Regions from separate parts of the Mus musculus genome. Here all the other regions are linked to region 3. A link is a contact called in public HiChIP or PLAC-seq data. All regions are on one chromosome and are shown on one strand. The core of a region is the stretch at or near the end of the contact, and the rest is flanking DNA. Distances in the headings are between cores, read along the strand shown. Region 1 overlaps Wdr11 (WD repeat domain 11). Region 2 overlaps Gm33248 (a long non-coding RNA gene). Region 3 holds the start of Fgfr2 (fibroblast growth factor receptor 2).

The links. HiChIP or PLAC-seq counts read pairs in DNA pulled down with a chosen protein or histone mark.
Region 1: an H3K27ac HiChIP or PLAC-seq map of SST interneurons shows a contact between it and region 3, with 20 times the contacts expected there. The contact joins the enhancer-like site here to the promoter of Fgfr2 in region 3. A contact is called at or near these places in 1 of 484 Hi-C or Micro-C datasets (bone marrow-derived macrophages), 10 of 115 datasets of contacts at active chromatin or transcription factors (SST interneurons, embryonic basal ganglia, embryonic forebrain and 4 more) and 2 of 9 other capture datasets (adipose tissue and embryonic stem cells).
Region 2: a contact with region 3 is called in an H3K4me3 HiChIP or PLAC-seq map of embryonic limb bud, with 13 times the contacts expected there. The contact joins the enhancer-like site here to the promoter of Fgfr2 in region 3. A contact is called at or near these places in 2 of 39 promoter capture datasets (both in embryonic stem cells), 4 of 15 datasets of contacts at CTCF or cohesin (embryonic stem cells, large pre-B cells, pro-B cells and 1 more), 12 of 484 Hi-C or Micro-C datasets (the Patski cell line, bone marrow-derived macrophages, embryonic fibroblasts and 3 more), 20 of 115 datasets of contacts at active chromatin or transcription factors (the NIH/3T3 cell line, craniofacial prominence, embryonic basal ganglia and 13 more) and 4 of 9 other capture datasets (adipose tissue, embryonic stem cells, liver and 1 more).

The regions. Positions count from the first base shown.
Region 1 is chr7:129,612,159-129,614,858 of GRCm38.p6, reverse strand. Wdr11 (WD repeat domain 11) reads right to left here. Exons shown (of 29, transcript NM_172255.3): 12 at 886-992. Among named protein-coding and RNA genes, the nearest start is that of Wdr11, 22 kb to the right of the region's middle. Within about 2 kb of position 1,393, at least 4 of the 459 cell types and tissues checked have an H3K27ac peak or open chromatin away from gene starts, as enhancers often do. A contact at or near this core is called in SST interneurons, where this site is marked.
Region 2 is chr7:129,690,640-129,693,339 of GRCm38.p6, reverse strand. Gm33248 (a long non-coding RNA gene) reads right to left here. Exons shown (of 3, transcript XR_378521.3): 3 at 1-234. Among named protein-coding and RNA genes, the nearest start is that of Gm33248, 25 kb to the right of the region's middle. Within about 2 kb of position 1,344, at least 44 of the 459 cell types and tissues checked have an H3K27ac peak or open chromatin away from gene starts, as enhancers often do. A contact at or near this core is called in craniofacial prominence, embryonic limb bud, neural tube and 1 more, where this site is marked.
Region 3 is chr7:130,265,428-130,268,127 of GRCm38.p6, reverse strand. It overlaps Fgfr2 (fibroblast growth factor receptor 2), which reads left to right and starts at 1,320. Exons shown (of 18, transcript NM_010207.2): 1 at 1,320-2,334. RefSeq lists a promoter at 1,762-1,987.

The DNA.
Region 1 (2,700 bases), core at 144-2,643, 650 kb after region 3:
ACAGAGATGTCATATAAATACCTGTGGGGATCAGTTCTCTTTCTCTAACCCCCGGGTTAACGCTGAACCAGTTCCCAGAGTAAGAGCCCTATCCTCCCCCTTTTCAACTGAGACAGGGCTCAGTTTCCTAGGCTGGCCTTGAACTTGTGATGAGCTGAGTATGATGCATCTTCATCCTCCTGAGTGCTGGGATCACTCCCAGTTTGTGTGGTGCTGGCGCTAGAACTTAGGGCTTCCACATGCTAAGGCAAGCACTGTATGAATGAAGCCACATTCCTAGCTGTAGAATGTTTTCTACTGCAAAGACTTTGTATGCTCCCTAATTCAATCAGCCTTTCGCTATCAAAAGCTTTAGATCTGAGCATTTAAAATCATCACTAACCTATACGATTGTTGAAGGCTTCCTTCATACAATGGTCCAAATTCTAAGCAGAGGACCTAAAATCTACAACTACAGAGAAAGCTTAAAAATTATCTTTTAGAGAGCCTGTGAAGTGGCTCAGCGGGCACAGTCGCTTGCATCGACTTCAATCCCAGGCCAACATGGCTAAAGGAAATGACTGGCTCCCAGGAACTGTCCTCTGACCTCTACATGAATGCTGCTATACATAAAACACTGCAAAAGAAGACTGGACCTCACCTTTTGTCATGCATCTGTGAGTTCAGCTAATGGTTTTCCACTTAGCTTGTGCTACACTAGTGGTGAGTACACAGAAGCAACGCTGTGACATTTCTAGGGCAATTATTATAGAACTAGAGAAAGTAAACAGGATGTAAGAACACACACCAAGGCCAAAGAAAATGCTCTGAGGACATTTTATGCCAGTAGCGTCTCCCATCAGCATGATACACTACCCCAACCTTTCAGGAAGGCGAGACACGGACCTGTTGGGAGATCAACCAGCTGAAGTTCATTTCTTACTAACCCCATGTTGTTTGGGGTCGAAGCAGCAAAAGAAAGGAAACTGGTCAAGCTTGTCCATTCAATACCCCTAGAAAGCAAACACATTTTAGTTTTGTATCTTTTCTCATTTGAAAAATTTATTTGAAAATTTAGGGTATCCTAAGGCCTCATTTTATTACATAATGTAACAAAATATTATTCTTACCCTTTTAGGCTACATTAATGCATTCTTGACATATGTGAAATTTGTTCTAATTAAAATTTTATATCCAAGTATAGTGACAAGATAGTTATCAGTCCATACCATCGTTTAAATGGATACTAAAATCTAGCTAGGGAAAAACACTTCACAGCAATTTTTAAGTACCTAACTGCTTAAAGCAAACAGCACAGAAACATTCAGAGATGAATCCTTCCAGTGTCTGCTAGAGATGTTATCAAAATTCCCAGCTGCAAAACTAGAGCAACATTGGATGGAGCAAAGAGCCTGCCGTTAGCTTTCAGATGGAGACGGCGACAGAAGCTCCAAATGTTCCCTCATGCAGATAAAACCTGGGCTCAGTGAAGGCCACCCCACAGGACAGTATGGATGCCTTGTCCACGTGGGGCTGACAGGGGACTGACAAGCAGTGGTGGTACATTTCTTCCATGTAGTAAAACTAGTTAACACCAATGTCTAAAGCTGGGTCCCATGTACAGTTGTCCATTAATAGCCATAGGCCAGCTCTTTGCAATGCAAATGGTAGAGCCTAGGGCTGCTCTCACAATACAATGGCAGACGTGAGCAGCTGTGAGAACCTTCAGGATCTAAACTCTTAAGCCTCAAAACTTTATTATTGATCCATTATGAAAAATGCTTATTGCCCTCTGATCTACAACAATCTTATGCATGAGATATTTCTTCTTGTTTCTGTCTTGCTTTCCCCAAAGCAGTACAATCGTCTCCTGTGTCTATGTAAGCTCCTGTCTGCAGCTTTCAAGGCCATCAGACATTTGCCTCACCCAAGCTCACTGCTCTATCTTCAGAACTTTACCTGCAGTCATTTATTTTATTTTGAGATATTCTTGCTCTATATTCCAGGTTCACCTCAAGCACACTACATAGCCTATAGTCATTCTCCTGCCTCAGCCTCCCGACTGTGGGATAACCAGGCTAAGGCTCTCAGCCAACTCTCATCTGCTATGTTAACTACAAGCATTTTCTTCATTGGTTCCTGGGTACCCAAGTATTTGTCTTTTCGCAGGACAACATAATCAACAGAGAGCCAAAAACAGCATTTGAAACAGTAGCAATAGCTATAGTAGTTAGGACTAGAATGATTTCAAAACAAAGCTGTACCGAACACCCAGACTAATGGCTGCTTGGAATGAGCACACTTGGGAATTTCCATTCCTGGCTCAAGTTCTCACCTTCTTTCTCCAGACACAGTGGGATGGACGACTCTAGTATTTACCCTCTGCACCTCAGTCTCATTAGTTACACAGAAACAGTACAGAGGGCACCGAGTAGGAGTAGCCATTATCACTCATGGTTAGCACAGTTAGTCAGGAACTAACTGAAGCCCTGCTGTCTTCATCAGGCCTGTTTTAAATAAATACACCCACACTGATTATCATACAACTGGGCCAATCACTAGAAAAGTTCTTTTTTTCCTCTTCTTTCTTTTTTCTTCCCCCCCTAGCAGGTAAGTCCTCACAATTTCTAGAGTAAAAGGAAGAACTCACTGAATGCGATCTACTGTCTGTAAGCCTGGTAGCACCAAGCAGATGTTTGCTTAGAGATTCCCTAAGACCAT
Region 2 (2,700 bases), core at 95-2,594, 570 kb after region 3:
CTCTCTTGCAAGGCGGGAGGTGCTGGGACGGATATAATCACCAACTTCCATTTGAAGTCCCATCCATCGCAGCTCCTCTTCCTGATGTATCCCAGCCAGTCCTGTATCTTCTCGCGACTTTCCCACCTCTTTGCTTTGGTCTGTTCTGCTTCAGTGGTCATCATAGCTTTCCAAAGGGCAGTGCCCAGAATGCCAGCATCTGCATCGCCCAGGAGCCTGCTAGGATGTCAGTTCCTGGATCCCAGAAAGTTATACAGATAGAAAAGAGATTTTTTTTAATTTTTGAGATTATAATTTAATTACATTTCTCCCTTCTCTTTCTTCCCTCTAAAACACCCCGTAATTCCCATTCCTACTCCCCTTCAGATTCAAAGCCTATTTTCCCCCCACTAATTGTTGGAAAGCAGAGACAGTTTATGGAACACAGCTACACAGATGGAATAGCAAATGCATTCCTGAGGCAGGTGCCCATGTTTGGCACTCTTAGACTCTGAGATGTCCCTTGGTGGCAGTGCCAGGTGCCAGAGATCTAAAGGAAGGAGAAAGAATGTCAGGAGGGCCCAGAAACATGTCTGCCTAGCAGTGAGGTTAGGAGATGGAGCATATACATGAATGATCCTGGCATGAATGAACAGAAGAGATGAGCACAAAGGATGCCCAATGCTACCTGTACCTAAGGGTGGGACCTACCCCATACAGAGATGCAAGAAGGCTCAAGGCCCACACTAACCCCTGCAGGTGGCATCCAACAAGGAAATTCTCTAGGTCAAGTATGTAGATATTTTGAATGCTTGGTCTCATGATTTTTGTTTTTTGGTTTTTGGGTTTTTTTTTTTTTTTTTTTTTTTTTTGTCCCTGTAGTAGATTATGTGTCCTGGTGACATCAATACCTGTATCATTGCTCATTGAGGGGGACCCTCCACCATGGGTCGGGCTGGACACTATGCCCACATGCCTATCAAAGGGAAAAGACGCTAGGATCAAACTGAGAATTCAGTTTGTGATCAGACTGTGACAGATGGGAGAGTAGAGTTGGGAAAGTCATGTCAGTTCTCAGAGCTTCGGATTGCTACTCTGTAAACTGAGGAAGACAAACCCCACCTCTCAGGCTGTTGCTGAGGAAGTCAAAGTGAACTGGAAAAGGCATTGAAGGCTCCACACAAACACAGGCAGGGAGCAAGGGCTCTGTCTTTCCCCATCCCTTGTTCGGAACAGGATCCCAGTCACGGGCTGCTCCCCTCTCAAGTGGAAGAAAGTCAGTCAGCAGTCCCATTGACTGCCTTGGCTCTGGCAGCCAGGCTCTGAAACCACCCACAAAGATGATGTTTCAGTACTTTGACGGGCATGCCTGTGCTGAGCACAGAAGGTTTGCATTTTCCTTGGGACAGTTGGAGAGACAGGAAGTGGGAGGCACTGGGAGGCAGAAGGAGGGTCCCAAGCCAGGGCCAGCAGGAGAGCCTGAAGGATGCCAGAAAGCCTGTAATGGATGCTCAAGTGACCAGAGAAGGACAAGGGGAGCCTGTTTAAGACCCAGGTCCTTGGCATTTTGCTCAGAGTGCTCAGTTAAAAAGGGTGTAAGGCACTGAGGCTGGGAGGTGGCTCGGGAGTCTAAGCAGTGATGTGTGACTCCATGGTTGTACCTCACACAAGGGAGTCGCATTACAAATTCCTGAAAGGGGCCAGCCTCAGGCTGTGAGTTCTTCTCTGAGTAGACTCCTAGGCTCTGCAGGCAATGCTAGTAACTGTCCCTGGCCTGCGTTCCTAATTCCCTTTTGTCCCCTGTCTCTGGATCGTCATCATTCTTGGGATCCTTCTGGGCATGGCTGGGGTCCACATGGACACCAACAGCAGTGGGGCAAAGCATTGGGATAGAAGTGACCATCCTCTCCTCCCCACAACCAGAACAATACCCCAAGATCTCTCTTGACTCCCAAGAACCCTGGCTTCGCTCTGCCATCTCCTGGAGCTCCTTTGTCCCTCTTTATCCCTCAGTATCGGGTCAAGAAGACCTGGCTCCATTCACCACAAGTTATAAAAAAGAAGTCAGAGACTCCCCTGAAAGCAGAGTAACATCCCCCCGCCCCCCACACACACATACAGAGGATGCCCATAGTAGTCATCAAAGCCTACCACACAAACTTTATTGCCGACGAGTCAGTAAGGTCTCCTGGTCCCCCCTGCAGTCCAACACTGCCCTTTGGTGTTTGTCTTGTCCTAAAATAAAGTGCATGTGCCTTTGTCACCAGACCACATGAAAAAACAGGAACTACTGTCCTTCGTCTCCCAGACCCTGGGCTGAGCCTCAGGCGAGGGCATGGTTAGTACTTAAAAGCTAGATATGAATGGACACTAACCCAGTAGACAGCTGGCTCTGGGAAGTCATTCTGAAGTGATCCCTGGGCCAGCTTCACTGCTGACCTTCTTCAGATAAGAAGGTGCCCTCTGAATTCTACCGGCCCACCTCTTTGCTCACCCCCGCTCTGGGGCTGAGAATCGGTGGTCCTCTATCTGAGAGAAGCCCACAGACAGGCTCTCTCTGTGTGTTTGGAGTGCCCCGGGACTAGACCAAGGTGCTTGCTACCTCCCTCCTTCCAGCCCTCTTTCAAAGCCCCCTTTGCACTGCTAAGTCGTCCTGAAGGTCCAGCCGGCTTCTCCTCTGGTTTGCTTCACATCCCCTGCCTTCCTGTGTCCCCAAACTAA
Region 3 (2,700 bases), core at 71-2,570:
TCCCAGGTGGACTTTACTGTCTGGCTTTGTTTGTCTTTAGGCACCAGAGAGAGTCTAAGGCTTTTCTGAACTTAGTGACCTATTTGAGCCAGGATCTTATATAGCCCAGGGCTGACACAAACTCAGCATGTACCTGAAACCATTTTCAAGCTCCCGAACTTCTCTTTATCCTGCGAGGTCTGGGACCTCAATAATTGACCCAATAATTAAGATTCAATTTATTTAGACAAAATGTAGCTGGCTTCAAACTTACTATGTAGACCAAGTTGGCCCCCAAACACAAGGCAATCCTCCTGCCTCACACTTCTGAGTGCTAGAGTTACAATTTATATGGCCTTGACTTTAAACACAACTGCTCAAGGGATGAAAGAGAGAAAGGGAGTGCGTACTGAAAGATAAATGATCTCAAGGTAGTCTAGTGGGAGAGACAAATGGGAGATGCCAATCATTACAGCCCGGCCTGACATTTAGTTAAAGAATCCTGCTTTGCAACAGAAGAGTGTAAGAGTCAGGGAGAGAATCCAATTTGCTCACGGTCAGATGACTTGGTTTTTGGTAGAGTGAGTGTGTTTTCTGTTTCTGATTCTTTGTTTCTTTCTCTGTTTCTTTCTTAGGTGGCATGGAGATCAGGCCTTGTACATGCAAGGCAAGCGTTCTACTACTAGGCTACATCTCCAACACCTCTCTAGACTCTTTCAAGTTTCTTCCCCCTCTCATTAATTAATTAATTAATTAATTTTCATTTTATTTGATTGGTATGGATGTTTGCCTGCATGTCTGTCTGCACATTGTGCATGCAGTATCTCTGAAGGCCAGAAGAGGGCGTCGGGACTCCTGGAACTGGACTTAGAGGTGATTGTGAGCAAGCCAAGTGGATGCTGGGAATTGAACCAATCTCTGGCAGTATTCTTAAACTACGGAGCCATTTCTCCAGCCCTACTTTCTTTTAAATATTTATTTCTATTTTTAAACTATATGCCTGTATCTTTGTGTTCACGAGTGCAGTTTCCTAAGGAGACCAGAGGCTTTGGATGACTCTGCAACTGGGGTTACAGGCCATTGTGAGGGACTGATATTTAGCCAGCAACTGGCTTTTGGCCTTTAAGAAGGCAGGAAGCACTCTGAACTGCTGATCCATCTCCAGCCCTCCTTTGGATTTCTTTATGTTAACCTACATTGATACTATTAAAGATGTTTTCTGTTGTAGATTGCCTTTTCCCATGGCAGCCACATTAAAGGGCTCATCCAGCAGCCGGTTGTGTTAACCTCTCCGATCTTCAGTTTTCTTGTCAGAATCTGGTTCTGTTACTCTGCAGGCAGATGTGCGGATAAGTACAATTACCTATTCACGTGTTCCCTTCCTAAAGGAGGGTTTCCCAAACACTCGTCCCCTGTCTATTGTTCAGAGGAACAAGACAACGCAACATCTCCCACGAACATCCGCTGCTTCCACCCTCAAAGCTTCATGACATGAAATGTCTGGCCCCAGTATGCTGCAGACCTATTCTAAGGTGTCTGAAGTTGCACAGCATTCTGTCATTTGTTTCCTAACTTGACATAAAACAACGTAACGCATCCACTGTGCACCAAAGCTGGCTAGGAACTGGGGCAGTGGCGTACAGAGGCCGTTCACCAACAGGGTTCCGAGAGGTCATCTGTGCACCCCTGCGGGCAGCGCGGCGGGGCCCCTCGCCTGCCTGGCGGGTGTCTCTTTGCGGCTGCTAGGCTTCGGGGGCAGCGCGGGGCTCGGGACTGCCCCAGCGCGAGGCGCTGATTGGCAGAGCGGGCGCCGCCGTCCAGGAAACGGCTCGGGTTTCAGCGGGGGGCGTGACCCGCCCGAGGAGGCTGCGGCGGCGGCGCGGGCGGCGAGGGGAGAGAGCCGGGAGAGGCGAGCGGCGGCGGCGGCAGGCGCGGAACGGGCGCACGGACGATCGAACGCGCGGCCGCCAGAGCTCCGGCGCGGGGGCTGCCTGTGTGTTCCTGGCCCGGCGTGGCGACTGCTCTCCGGGCTGGCGGGGGCCGGGCGTGAGCCCCCGGGCCTCAGCGTTCCTGAGCGCTGCGAGTGTTCACTACTCGCCAGCAAAGTTTGGAGTAGGCAACGCCAAGCTCCAGTCCTTTCTTCTGCTGCTGCCCAGATCCGAGAGCAGCTCCGGTGTCATGTCCTAGCTGTTCTGCGATCCCCGGCGCGCGTGAAGCCTCGGAACCTTGGCGCCGGCTGCTACCCAAGGAATCGTTCTCTTTTTGGAGTTTTCCTCCGAGATCATCGCCTGCTCCATCCCGATCCACTCTGGGCTCCGGCGCAGCACCGAGCGCAGAGGAGCGCTGCCATTCAAGGTAATCGTCGTGCCGAACGCCTCTGGGAGCTTCGCCAGCCGGGAAAGTGGGTGCCGTGGGAGGATGCGGGGGCGCAGGATCCCCGGGAGGAAGGCGCGGGTAAACCTATTTGGGGGCGCACCCTGTCAGTCTCTGACTGTATTGGTGATGGAGGAGTGGATGAATGCGGATGGCTGGCTTTGGGGGAGTTCTTTCAGCACCTCCATCCCAATGCTGACATCTGCCTCTGCCGCTGGCACCCCTTTCCTGTCAGACTCCGGCGGGCACAGTCCTGCCTACTGGGCGCGTTCCTTTGAGCTCAGAGCCGGCGCGCCGTGGGGCCGCCTGCCAGTGGCACAGCCCATAGGCGGTTCGGGAAGGGCATCT